Regions from separate parts of the Sus scrofa genome. Here regions 1 and 3 are each linked to region 2. The links are chromatin contacts, called in public Hi-C and promoter capture Hi-C maps. All regions are on one chromosome and are shown on one strand. The core of a region is the stretch at or near the end of the contact, and the rest is flanking DNA. Distances in the headings are between cores, read along the strand shown. Region 1 holds the start of SPEN (msx2-interacting protein). Region 2 holds the start of SZRD1 (SUZ domain-containing protein 1). Region 3 overlaps FBLIM1 (filamin-binding LIM protein 1).

Region 1 (4,152 bases), core at 1,443-3,942, 440 kb before region 2:
AGAAGATCCAATTAATTCAGGGTCTATTCAGTTTTAAATGAGTAGTTTACATGATATTTTGAAATCTGTTTCAGAGTTTCCTTATGTTGAAGCAGGTTAAGAATCCTGTGTTGTCACTGCAGTGGCTGAGGTTGTTGCTGTGGTGCAGGCTTGATCCCTGGCCCAGTAACTTCTACGTGCCAAGAGTGTGGTCTAAAAAAAAAAAAAAAAGTCTATTTTTGTGGTTGCTAATATTGAAATTCATGCTTTGTGGAAAAATGTTGGTCAGTTCAATACTAACTGCACCCACATACATAGAACTATATAGTTCGTGAGTTTAAATAACAGTGTGCTGGCCTGATACTCTGTATGAGATAGTTGTGACTAAGAAATGGCCAAATGTCAATGGCTAATGCTACATCTGAATATAGTTTTATTTGCTTTTACTTTTTCAGGGGAATCAATTCCACACTATTTTCAAGAGCAAAAATTTCCATATCATTTAATGACTCTGATTTACATAAAGACAAATTTAACCTCTGGGGTGGTACTTAAAAACTTTAACTGAATTATGAATGAGTGCCACTATTGTGGTAGTTTGTGGTAGTGCTCTTTCTGTCTCTAACTTTTTTTTTTCTTTTTAGGGCCTCACCTGCGGCTTGTGAAAGTTCCCAGGCTAGGGGTTAGAACTGTAGCTGCTGGCCACAGCCACAGTAATGCCAAATCTGAGCCTGCGACCTACACCACCTACACCACAGCTCGCAGCAACTCCGGATCTTTAACCCACTCAGCAAGGCCAGGGATTGAACCCCTGTCCTCATGGATACTAGTTGGATTCATTTACCACTGAGCCACAACAGGAACTCCTGTTTCTAACTTTTCTGGACCACCTCTTTCTGTTTCTCCCTCTTACTGACTCCACCCCATTAAAAAAAAATGTGTATTGAATGATAATATAAACATAAGCCAGAAAAATAGCAAACAAACACAAAAAACCAAACAGTTAAATTACCTGGCTCAGAATCTAGAATGTTTAGAGGTAAATTGTCAGAATTCCAAAAATAATTTCAATAGATGGTAAGGTTATCCCCTGAGCTCTGCACATCTTTGTACTATATTTGTTGCAAATGTGTAAGACAGGGGCTTGCTTAGCCTTCTGACATCCTGAGAGAGTAGGGAAGAGAAATGGTCTTGATTGCACCTGCTGAGATCAAGTTTAAGTACAGTATAAACTATGAAACCAAACATGGGAAGTTGACATGACTCTCAGTTTTATACTCTCTTTGACAAGTGATTACGAATCTTATGTTAGGAGTTTCTGTTGTGGCACAGTGGTTATCGAATCCGACTAGAAACCATGGGGTTGTGGGTTCAATCCCTGGCCTTACTCAGTGGATTAACGATCCAGCGTTGCGGTGAGCTGTGATGTAGGTCACAGACTCGGCTCAGATCTCGCGCTGCAGTAGCTCTGGCGTAGGCCGGTGGCTATAACTCCGATTGGACCCCTAGCCTGGGAACCTCCATATGGCGCGGGAGAGGCCCTAGAAAAGGCAAAAAGACAAAAAAAAATCTTATGTTAGACTATATGGTGGAAAAAAAAAATACTTAGAGCTTTACCATCTATGGAATAAAAGAAACAATTATGCACAGGAGACCTCTGGTATTAGTGCCGTTTATTAGGCTGGCCATATTTTCCAATTCACAATAGTGGTTTGATGATAAGTTGGCTTGTATTTAAAAGCACAATGAATGAAATTGAATATTTAAAATCTGGTCTTTACCTGAAGCACTATACTTCTGATGTTTTATTTCTATAGATTAAAAATGGAAAAGAAAATTGAGTTGCTGACTGTTCTAAACAGCTCCGTTTTTCTGGACTCAATACCGTTTCCTTAATTTTGTGAGTTTTCCCCGGGATTCTGTAAACTAAAAAGTTTAACTGTAGGCTTTAAAATGTAAAAGCCCTTAGGCCTGGAAAGGCTTGGAGGAGGTCTAACTTGCTCCTCCACTTAGATATTAAATTATAGTAAATCCGCTGAGAGTAACACTATCGGACATGTAACCGTCTCATTTCAGTTCTATTCCTGGTATACCGTAGCGATCAACAAAGAGATCTTGCAAACGGTTTCGCAAGATCCTATATAAAATAAAGTTGCTTAATGTTACAAGCTAATGATTCTTGGGAGGGATGGGTTTCTGAAGCCGTCACAGCTTAGCTGGGCGGTGAAAAAGGCCGGCCTTGTTCTGACACTTTCCCAAGCAGGCGCAGATCCAAATGCCCGGAAATGGCCAGAAGCTGGCCAAAGGGTGACCAGGGGAATGGGTTCTGGCTTCTCCTAGGAGTAGCCTTGACAGCCGCTTTGATACCAACCCTCTTTCTCTCTTTTCTTCCCCCAGGCCGGCGCCTGGGACCCCTGCTCCAGGGTCTGGAGGCTGTCTCGGCCTCCGCACGCGCGGCGCCCCAAGCCTGACGGAGTGCCCGCCCCGCGGCCGGCTCCCCGCACGGCTGCGCGCCTGCGCACCGGGACCAAGCGCGCGAGCGTTCCTTCCTGGCTCTGCGTTCCTCCCTCTTCCGCGCGCCTGCGCGCCGGCTGGGAGGAACTCGGTGACTCGGCCTCAGCCGGCGGTCGGGCCGACGCGCGCGCGCCCGCGGTGAGGGGGGCGGGCCGCGCGCGCCGGTGGGAAGCGTCCGGCTGCCACAGCGCCAGCTCCGTCGTAGTCGCTGCCGCCTGGGTCCCGCTCGCCCCTCCTCCCCGCTCCCCCGCCCGCCGCGGCCCGGGCGCATGCGCCGCCGGAGCGCGAGGGTCGGCTTCGGGTGTGTGGTGGCGGCAGAGCCGAGCTGCGAGGCCCGAGAGTCAGAACCTGGGGGAGAGGGATGGTCTCTGCACGGGGGGGAGCCGGAGGAGCCGCCGCCGCTGCCGACGCCACCGCCGCAGCCGCCGCCGCCGCCGCCTCGGCGCCCGCCTCCCGGCGCTGACGGGCTCGTACGAAGCCGGCGAGGGGGAACCCGCACCAGCGGTCGCCGGCACACCGCCCAGCATGGTCCGGGAAACCAGACACCTCTGGGTGGGCAACTTACCAGAGAATGTGCGGGAAGAGAAGATCATCGAGCACTTCAAACGGTGAGTGACACGAGGCCCCGGGCCGCGCTCTCTCCTCGGACGCTAATGCCCCTCCGGCCCGTTGCCCGCCCCTCCCCGTGCGCGGAACTGGTGAGGGGACCCGGGCCAGACCCACGGACCGGTGCGGGGAGCGCGCGGCTGCCTGGACGCCGCTCGGCCCGCGTCGCGGCGTTGGGCCTCGGCGGCGGCAGAGCGGGCCCGGCTGCCTCCGTCCCCCTTCCCGATAAGGAGGCGGCTGTGGCTCGGCCTCTGCGAAGCCGGCTCCGGGAGGGTGCCCTCAGGCTGGCGAGGCGGCGGTGGGGTCGCGTCCTTGCGCGCCGCTGCCCGGGCTCCAAGCGGCTGCCCGCGCCGGCCCGGCCAACACTGTGGAACCGAGCCGCCGGCGGGCTGGGACCCGAACCCCTACCCCGCCCCGGGCCGGGCAACTCCGGAGTCCCGCAGCAACTCCCGCTCCTCGCCCTGCGGACGCGTGGACATGTCTGACCTAGAGAGGGTTTTGTGTGAGAGGAAAGGTTATGCAAAAACAGAAGTCTGGGTAGGTGATGCAGGGACATCTCGGAAGTGCTGAGACACTACTGGACTCTAGGGATCTCTCACGGAAGGTTTACAGACCTAGAAACTAATTGGAAACGGCCAACGCCAGCGTTTTGGTTTTTACCCTTGTTTTTGCGGGGTTGGGTGGAGGATGGTGTCTGAAAATAAGTTGGTGCGTCTGTTTGGGCTCTTTCGCCTGCCTTCCTCCAGCCCGCTGGGGTCTCTGGGCCAGGAGGCTGGTGGGGACTGAGTGTTTGCGCTGGAAGAGCCACCTCCTGCAGCAGGGTCCCCGCCTCGCCGGCGCTCGCCAGCCTCGCGGTCTCCGCTGCCGCTGCCGCGCCGGCGTTCACTGCGAGGAGCCTTCTTTAAAAGGACGGCGTTTCCCTCCCGCCCAGAATCCCTTAATCAGTGGTTTTAAAAATGCAAGCTTAGACTAGAAGATGTAGATCTTTTAAAAAGCTTCTTCCCAGAATATATATATATATATATATATATATATATTCATATTTGTTCACGC
Region 2 (4,584 bases), core at 1,182-3,681:
CCCCTTTTGAAGTCCAGTTATTAAACATTCTTTATAATGATTAAGCCTTGCTTGATCCCCTGGGTCACTGGGATCCCATCCTGGTTCAGTTTCAGGGATGGCCAGCTCTGCCTGAGTTCTGATTGGATCATCTGGCTGTAAGTAATGGAGCCTTTCAGCTTCCAGGCAGGACTTCTCTAATATCGTGCTGGGTTCCTCCTGACTGAGGAAGATATGCTTGAGGGTCTGTATGTCAGCCGGGTTAGGATGAAAAACAGCAAAAACGGATGTAAAGAGAGTCTCCATCTTCTTAAGATCATCTTGATATGATGGCGTTTTAGCTTTATAATTATGTAAATTAATGACTGATGAAGAAGGTGTGAGTCCAAGTGCTCTGGGTTGGCCTTGGTCGTCCAAGCCTACTGGCACCTGCCTTAACAGAAACTGCCCTGCCTGGGGTAGAGTTTCCCCCGGGCCAGATTGAGTACCCTGGAGGGTACAGGGAGGGGAGACCATTCCTTTATGACCATCTGGTAAGGGCGACCATCTGGAAAGAGCTGAATCAGCCACCCTAGGAGGACTGGTAGAAGCCTTAGCACCGCCTGCAGGAAGAGCCCCGTCAGAAGTCACGGGAACTTCAAGAGGTGCTGAGGGAGGGGCTACCGGAAGAGGTGCGGAGAGAGGGGCTATGGGAAGAGGTGGTGCTGAGGGATGGGCTACCGCACCAGGCGCCCGCAGAGGCAGTACTGGAACACCTTCAGGCTTTGACTCGGGTAAAACGGGCTTTTTCTGAGGTTCAACCTTCTGAACCATCATTTTAAAGGTCATATGCAAATTTATCCTCTTATATAAAGACATAAATGATTCTACATATGGAATTTCGCCCCATTTTTTCTCTCTCTTACAAAATGAGTCCAACTGTGTAATAGTATTATAGTTCAAAGACCCATTCTTGGGCCATTTTTCCCCAGATTCCAATTGATATTTGGGCCAGACATGGTTACAAAAGGAAATCATTTTCTTCTTTTTCATAGACTTAGAGCTATACAGTGACCAACCTTGAAGAACACTTTTCAAGGGACTGCCGTCAGGTATACTGTCATAATTCCCCATTTTGAAAGGGTTTTTTTCTCAGGATGACCACAGCAAAATGACATAAAACAGATATATTAGAAGTGTGGCTGTGGTCATCCAATAGTTAACCCCAATTCCTAATAAACAAAATAGTTAGACAAATCCAAAGGCCTGGGACTCTAAACCCGATCTTTTGAGTACCTCAGCCGCTGTAACCTTTTATACTGTCTCCCTTAGACAGTATAGGGATTGTGAGTCTAACCCACAATCCTGGTGAAATTATATTAAACAATTTAGGCACAAGCGCAGTTAAACGAGGTTACTCACCCAAAAGATCCAGGAGCTGTTTCTTTCCCCAAAAGTGAGTAACGTAGAGAAGCCTGGAGCGCCGCAGCGGCGGGAAGCAGGAACCCGACAGCCAAGCCTCTAGACAAATTCAGTCTAGGTGGCCACTCAGGGTCGGTGGCGAGGGCCTACACCCAGCCGGGGGCTACAGTGCCTCAGACAGGCGATCGCAAGACCTTGGTCCCTTCACCGTCGCCAGAAATTCTTACCAGAACGGACCATGTTCACTGCCTGGCGCCCTTAGAAGCCAATACTACGGCACCAACTTTTGAGAAAAGAAAGAGCTTTATTGCGAGGTAGCAATAAGGAGGCAGGAGGCAGGGCTCAAATCTGTCTCCCCCGTCCCAGCCAGGGTTTGGGGCAAAATTTAAGGGTTAGGGAAATTTCAAAGTTGGCACAAGTTGATTGGCTAGTTTTCAAAGCAGTCCATATATGGTAAGCAAGGTACGGTGGGGGGCTGGAAACCGGATTTTCCTCCACAAAAGACTTCTTGCTACGCCTGGTAAAGGATTCCGGGGGCAACATTTCTATTTGAGTTCCCTAAACTGAAGATTCTTAGTTCCGGGGTCCTCCTGGAAACAAGAGTTCCCATCTCGCACATGAGCAGTGCTGCCTCTATAAAATACCTCAAAGTCTGATTAATCAACAACCTATTTAAGGAGTCAAAACCAGTTTAAACTGGACAGTGTTATGTCCGCTATTTCACTTTGTCGAGGTATACATATGTTTTCAAAATTTTGGAAAAAACCATAATCTGCAGCTTAGGAAACTACACCTTAAAAGAAAAAAAAGAGTAATTTCCTGCCCTTGGAAAAGATGGTTCTAAAGAACACACTTCCCATACTAAAGAGGATGACTTCACAGGGACTCCCATTCGGCAAGAGAAATGACACATTGCCCTTAAGAAAAATGGCAACTTTATGCTTTCCCTTTTCCAAGATGGCTTCCTTGACGTTCCTGGGCCTTGGCCTGGAGCCTCTTCCGGGCTTGACAGGGGGCGGGGTTCATTGAGCAAAGCCCTGCGTGCCGGCGCCCGCGACCAAGGCGCGCTTCAGGACGCAGGCGCGGGGAGGGGGTGGGGGAGGAGGGAAAGCGGCGAGTAAGATGGAAGATGAGGAGGTCGCTGAGAGCTGGGAGGAGGCGGCAGACAGCGGGGTAAGGAGGAGCCGCCGCCCCGGGGCTGGGCCGGGCGGGACCTGGCGTGAGGAAAGCCTCGGGGGAGCGGGTCTGGGGATGGTTCTCCCTGAGGAAGGGCCCCACACGCCGGGCCGGGGGTGAAGGAGAGGCCCCCGGTTCCTGAGCTCGGTGAAGGCCTCTTAAAGGGGCCACGTTCCATTTCTCCCTGCACTTTTGCCTGGTGCTCTTCCTTCCACTCCCTACTCCCTACCGGCGTGCGCGTCATCCGGGGCGCCCCACCCGCCACTAGGACCTCTTTTCCTGGCGCCCGCTAGCCCGCCCCAGGCGCCTTTGACCCGACTCCTCTTTTCCCTGTCGGTCCCCTGTGCAAAGCACCATTTTAAAGTTCATGTGCTCCGACTAGGAGCGACACACCACTTGGCGGGGGCGGGGGGTGGGGGGAGGGAATGCGCGGACCCAGGAGGCAAATCTGGCCCCGGAGAAGAGCAAGAGGAAATCGAGTCATTTCTGGGCATGCTAAAATCCCCCACCGCTTTGCGTCATCCGCCACGGTGGGCGAGTCTGGGTTTTTCCTCTTTTAATTTTACTGAGCGCTCTGGCAGGCTGGTCTCCCGGGGACCCTGCCGGAACAACCGAAAGCCTAGCGGCCAGCCTTTCTCCCCGAGGCGCACCCAACGATCCGATCACCGGGGAAGGGTCTCGCAGAGTGATTGCCGGGGTCGAGGGGGGAGGGGTGTGATATGTAAAGTAGCTGCATTCCTGGGAAGGGAGGGGAGAAATGGACCGTTCGACTTTGCTTTTCGGAGTTTTGTTTGCCTCCACAAGCTGTAGGAAACATACTCTGTTTCAAGCCGGAATAGTCAGTTCTATTAGGTTCGCGTTTAATTTGGTTTTCTCAGAGTTTGCGGTTCTGTGGTGATCCTTGTGAAGGTGGGGAGATGTCTTTTTGGTTTTGTCCTCCTCGTGTTCATTGTTCAGTTCTGGCTCGAGTGACATCCACCTTGAAGGTTTATGTGTCGGGAGTAGGGCGTGGAGAGCCGAGTGTTACCGGAATAGAACAACAGAAGGTGGGTTTTGTTTTTGTTTTTTTCATCAAGCTCCTTTGAGGGTGCTTGTCAGCGCTTGAAGAGACCAAGAAATGGATGCACTCCCTTAACATTCCCTTAATGTTGAAATTTTGACTTTGAAGTTTTTGCTGGTGGTGGTTCAAGCATTTCTCTCAAGGTGTTTTTTTCCCCACTTAGCATGATTGAGGATTTGAAGAATTGATTTCGTTCAGGAGGTATTTTGTATAGTTCTTACGGGCCAGCCATCTTTCTTGGATTTGTGGCTTGAGTAGGGAGAGCAATCGAAAGATTTTATAGAGGGCAACAGGTGTCAGCTAGGTATTTTTCAATCAACAAACATTTAGGAGGTCTGCCATGTGCTAGACAGAGTGCTTAGCAGTAATTTTGTGCTAGAGAATTCACAATCTCTGCCAGAGGCGTTTATTGGCGCCTGCCACAGGTGTGAGTGAATCATTCAGGACCCTTCATGCTGCTCCCTGCAAAAAAGTTTGGTTTACAGTTGGAATGACTCAAATGATAAGTTTCTTGAGCATCTTGTCCTTTCTTTGTTTTTTTCTCACTTGTTTCAAAGGGACATAAGTTTCTGACATTAAAGAAGAAGAAAATGAGAAGAACAAAAATGAATGTAGGGTTCAGAAACTGAGGATTGCTTTAGTTTTTCAGAACAGGTAAGCTGCTTAAAGAACAGCTAGCCCACTCCCGCACTTTATAGCTAAATGGACACCAGAGATGTAAGATTTAACCTCAAATATTCTGTAAATAGTCTTTTTGCTTTTAGTATGACAGACACTTACCTGATATAAAATTGCCCCCTTTACCTGTTCTCCCAAGGAGATACATCTTCAATCAAAGGACAATTCAAAAAAATATAACTTGCATTCCATCAAGGAAATGCTTCTTTTTTGTGTGTGTGTTTTTGGTTTTTTAGGGCTACACCCACGGCATATGGAGTTCCCAGGCTAGTGGTCTAATCTGGAGCTGT
Region 3 (4,088 bases), core at 1,587-4,086, 490 kb before region 2:
CATGGACTTCCCACGCTGGGGACATGTCACACTGACAGGGGGCCCAGGCCAAAGTGTGAACCTGAACAGCAGGGGAGGAGCAGAGGGTGACATGCTGACATCCATGACCTCAGCAATCCCTCCCCCCTGCCTTCTGGCGCCACCTTCTGTGATTCAACAGACATTGATTGAGTGCGGAGCAGAGCCCAGGAGCTCTAACTGTGCCTCCTGCAACCTTGACTGGGGGCCCATGCACACACACTCACACCCACACACTCTCACACTCTCCCCCAGGACAGTGATAGCGGTCTCCTCCAACCCCTACTCCAGCCTCCCAGCCCAGACTCCCCTGTGACCACTGCCTCCTCAAGGCCACACCTAGAAGATTCTCCCTTTCAAGGAAAATCTCTTTTGTTGCTTTGTAACCTCTGAGACATTTTGTGGGGCCTGAACAAATTAAATCCCTGGGGCCATCTGGATGAACCACGTGCTCCTAGGAGGATGCCCTGGCCTCCAGGTAAAGGGCCCCTTAAGGGCTTCAGAGCAGAGCAGGGCTTCTTGCCTGAAGCTTAGAGCAGCGAGTCCAAAACTCCAGGCCTTCACAGACCTCCACCCTCTATTGTACAAGGACCTTTTAGTCTCTTACTTCCTTAATATGTTTAAACTCAAAATACTGTTTTTTTAATCACCAGTTTAGTTGTATGCTAAGCAGTATATCCATGCAGTCACATGTTACTGTGCTAGTTATAGATGAAAATAAATGCATAGCATTCATTTGTCTGTGTTCTAACCAGGTAAAAACACCAGTCTTTGATAGAAGCGCCAGAAAAAATGTCTGGGCATCTGCTCAGTGCTGCAGGAGTGCATAGCATGGGCCTGTCCCTCCTCCCCACCAGCAGTGAGGTGGCTGCTGGGTGATCACGTGGTGCCATTGCTGTGGGAGGTTGTCTAAGGCCACCAACTCCCTTCAGCAGAGTTGACGCCAGCCTCAGGATGCGCTCTCTATGCGGGACCCTGGGACCACTCCCTGTGGGCTGCCCACTGCAGCTCAGGCACTGCCAGCTGGATTTGGTGAGCGCTTGACCTGGGGGCCAGCGACTCTGGTCTCAGACCTGGCTCTGCTGCTCAGCAGTGTAGACCGGTTATTAGCCCTCGGAGCTTCGCTTTTCTCACCTCTGAAATGTGAACAATACTAACATCTACCAGACAGGGCTGCTGGGATGGGAAGAAGTGCTGGGCTGGGGAGCTTTCTGACCAGCCCATAGGTCCCTAATCTGTCTGGCGCTGCCTGATAGTCCCTTTTTCTTCTTTCTTTTTTGGCCGCCCCAGGTCACAGAGTTCCTGGGCCAAGGATCAGATCCAAGCCATAGTTGTGAGCTGTGGATCCCTTTTTTTTTTTGTCCTAGGGCTGCATAGGCATCATATGGAGGTTCCCAGGCTAGGGTCAAGTCAGAGCTACAGCTGCCAGGCTACACCACAGCTCATGGCAATGCTGGATCCTTAACCCACTTAGGCTGGAGGTCGAACCCACATCCTCATGAATACTAGTCGGGTTTGTTAACCACTGAATCACAATGGGAACTCTCAATGTATGGATCCTTTGCCCCCACTGGGGCCAGGAAACGAGCCTGCATCCCAGCACTCCAGGAATGCTGCCAATTGATGGGTCAGGGATTGAATCCGAGCTGCAGCTGCAACAATGCTGGATCCTTTAACCCACTGCGCCTCAGGAGATTGAACTGGTGCCTCTCCTACGACCTGAGCCACTTCAGTGGGACATTTAACCTACTGCGCCGCAGTGGGAACTCCTGGCTGGCAGCTCTTAGCTGGCACTGCTATCCACATTCCTCCAGGCTCCTGTTGAAGCCCATCAGTTAGAGACCACTGGAGACATGCCTGCAGTTCCCAGAGCTGGGTCCATCATGCAGGCTGCAGCACGGGAGCCACACTGCATGGGGAACAGCAGGGCATCACAGGAAGCAGATATTAGGTGGCTCTTAGAACTTGGGCAGATATTGAGGGATTTGGGGAGGATTTCAGGAAGAAGGGGTTTGGTGTTCCGCTTGTGGCTCAGCAGGTTAAGAATCCGACTAGTGGGAGTTCCTGTTGTGGTGCATCAGAAACAAATCTGAGTAGTATCCATGAGGATGCGGGTTCGATCCCTGGCCTCGCTCAGTGGGCTAAGGATCCAGCGTTGCCCTGAGTTGCTATGTAGGTAGCAGACGCAGTTTGGTTGGGTCTGGTGTGGCTGTGGGCTGTGGTGTAGGCTGGCAGCTGCAGCTCCAATTGGACCCCTAGCCTGGGAACTTCCATATGCCACAGATGTGGCCGTAAAAAGCCAAAAAACAAAGGAAAAGGGTTTGCTTCAGATATGTGCGGTCAGGAAGCAGGGGTTGCCCTGTGAATGCGGAGCTTGATTCACTTCCATCCAGGATGTGGCGCTGCAGTTGTGGTTGGTGGCAAAGCAGCCGTGGCCCCAGGACAGGGGGTGTTGGGCATCTCTGCTGCTGGCCCAGAGGCACTGTGTTCCAGGACCGGACTCCAGGGAGCTGTGAGGTTGGAGCTTCCAAGGCCCAGCTGTTGGGGCCACTTTCTCTCTTGCTGGCCAAGTTTGGTTTGGTTTGATTTATCCTGTCATTAAAGAGCAATCTAGTGCTGTGATGCCTCATGTCCCAGCCTATTGCTGGTTGGTCGTGGTTGGAGGAGTGGTGTCTGGATGAAATTCTGGGAGATGCCTTTGTCTTCTGGGCTGCATATTTATTTATAAATTACTCCATAATAGGACACTTCTAGGGAGATTTCTGCAGTGTGAAGTCAGCCAGTCACGAAAAGAAAAATACCATGTGATCCCACTTGAGTCAGAGTCATTCAAATCATAGAAGAGTGGTTGGTTAGGGGCTGGGGGCGGGGAGGAGTTGTTTAGTAAGTACAGAGTTTCCGAGATGAAACGTGGTCTGGAGGAGTTCCTCTTGTAGATCAGTGGTAGTGAATCCAGCTAGTATCCATGAGGATGCAGGTTTGATCCCTGGCCTCACTTAAGTAGTTAAAGATCCGGTATTGTGATGGGCTGTGGGGTAGGCCGGCAGCTGCTCTCCAAGTCAGCCCCTAGCCTGGGAACTTCCCTGTGCTGCAGGTGCAGCCCTAAAAGTCAAAAAAAAAAAAAAAAGAGAGAGAGAGAGAAGTGGTCTGGAGATGAATGGGGTGGTGGTTGCACAACAGTGTGAATGTATTTAATGCCACAAAAACAGTGATGATGGTACATTTGATGTTATGTACATCTTACCACAATTAAACATATACAGTTTAATGCTCAGAGATGAGGCTGAGCTGATAAAGTGTTGTAGGTGTCCTGAGGGGAAGACACACTCCCCTACCCACACTGGAAAGCTGTTGGCATCTTAGCAGACCTGCGCTTCCTAAAGGCAGGTGCCATTCATGGCCACTGGAGGGCAGCATGGGCTAGCATTTAGCCCTTGGGCATCAGCTTCTCATGCCTGCCATGGGGTCCTCAACTTCTCCAGATGCAAAATGGGAATCATTCCTGCCTGCCCACCGCACATGATTGGGGTGAGGCTGAGAGAAGAAAATGGCTTGGAAAACGAGAAAGGGAGCAATGTGGCTAAGGAATTGCTGGGAAAACTATGTCAGGAGACTGAAATTCTTCATCTGTCCAAATTCCTACCTGTTGGGAGGGTCACCCCCGCTCCCGGGGGGTTCCCATGCTGCCACCCCTACAAGTTATATCTGAGTACCTAGCCTCAGTAAAGACAGAGTCAGGACAAAGGACAGAATGAGGTTGCCAGGGATCCTTGAGACTTCCTGTCTGTCACCTGTCCCCAGAGTCTGCCTTACCCGAGGCCACGCCCAGCATGTGCCAGCCCCATCAGGGCAACCAAATGCTGCCTCTGCTCTGCTAGGGGCACAAGTGGTAGAGATGTGAGGTTAAAGGAGAACAGAAGGGATCAGGAAGGAGGAGACGAGAAGGCTAGGTTGGTAGGATGACCGTAAGACAATTTCAAAGAAAGGCTTTTATCATTTTACAAAACAGTTATCATAAGGTGAAAAGCTATTCATAAAAAATAATAATTGGGAGTTCCTGTTGTGGCACA

What was found. Promoter capture Hi-C pulls out the DNA fragments that hold promoters and counts their contacts. Hi-C and Micro-C count contacts between places; a contact is called where the count stands out from the background.
Region 1: a contact with region 2 is called in a promoter capture Hi-C map of liver, with 4 times the contacts expected there. The contact joins the promoter of SPEN here to the promoter of SZRD1 in region 2. A contact is called at or near these places in 2 of 5 promoter capture datasets (fetal liver and liver), 3 of 47 Hi-C or Micro-C datasets (heart right ventricle and liver) and 1 of 2 datasets of contacts at active chromatin or transcription factors (alveolar macrophages).
Region 3: a Hi-C map of embryonic fibroblasts shows a contact between it and region 2, with 1.8 times the contacts expected there. The contact joins the enhancer-like site here to the promoter of SZRD1 in region 2. A contact is called at or near these places in 2 of 5 promoter capture datasets (fetal skeletal muscle and liver), 3 of 47 Hi-C or Micro-C datasets (alveolar macrophages, embryonic fibroblasts and retroperitoneal adipose tissue) and 2 of 2 datasets of contacts at active chromatin or transcription factors (alveolar macrophages and skeletal muscle).

What each region holds. Positions count from the first base shown.
Region 1 is chr6:75,012,873-75,017,024 of Sscrofa11.1, forward strand. SPEN (msx2-interacting protein) reads left to right here and starts at 2,693. Exons shown (of 16, transcript XM_021095393.1): 1 at 2,693-3,101. The coding sequence starts at 3,019.
Region 2 is chr6:75,456,693-75,461,276 of Sscrofa11.1, forward strand. It overlaps SZRD1 (SUZ domain-containing protein 1), which reads left to right and starts at 2,432. Exons shown (of 4, transcript XM_005665044.3): 1 at 2,432-2,553. The coding sequence starts at 2,503. It overlaps LOC100522143 (a long non-coding RNA gene), which reads right to left and starts at 2,265. Exons shown (of 2, transcript XR_303959.3): 1 at 1,381-2,265. LOC110255192 (a long non-coding RNA gene) reads left to right here and starts at 3,010. Exons shown (of 2, transcript XR_002344914.1): 1 at 3,010-3,086.
Region 3 is chr6:74,961,530-74,965,617 of Sscrofa11.1, forward strand. FBLIM1 (filamin-binding LIM protein 1) reads left to right here. Exons shown (of 9, transcript XM_005656021.3): 9 at 1-2,637. Among named protein-coding and RNA genes, the nearest start is that of FBLIM1, 34 kb to the left of the region's middle. Within about 2 kb of position 2,837, at least 16 of the 83 cell types and tissues checked have an H3K27ac peak or open chromatin away from gene starts, as enhancers often do. A contact at or near this core is called in alveolar macrophages, embryonic fibroblasts and retroperitoneal adipose tissue, where this site is marked.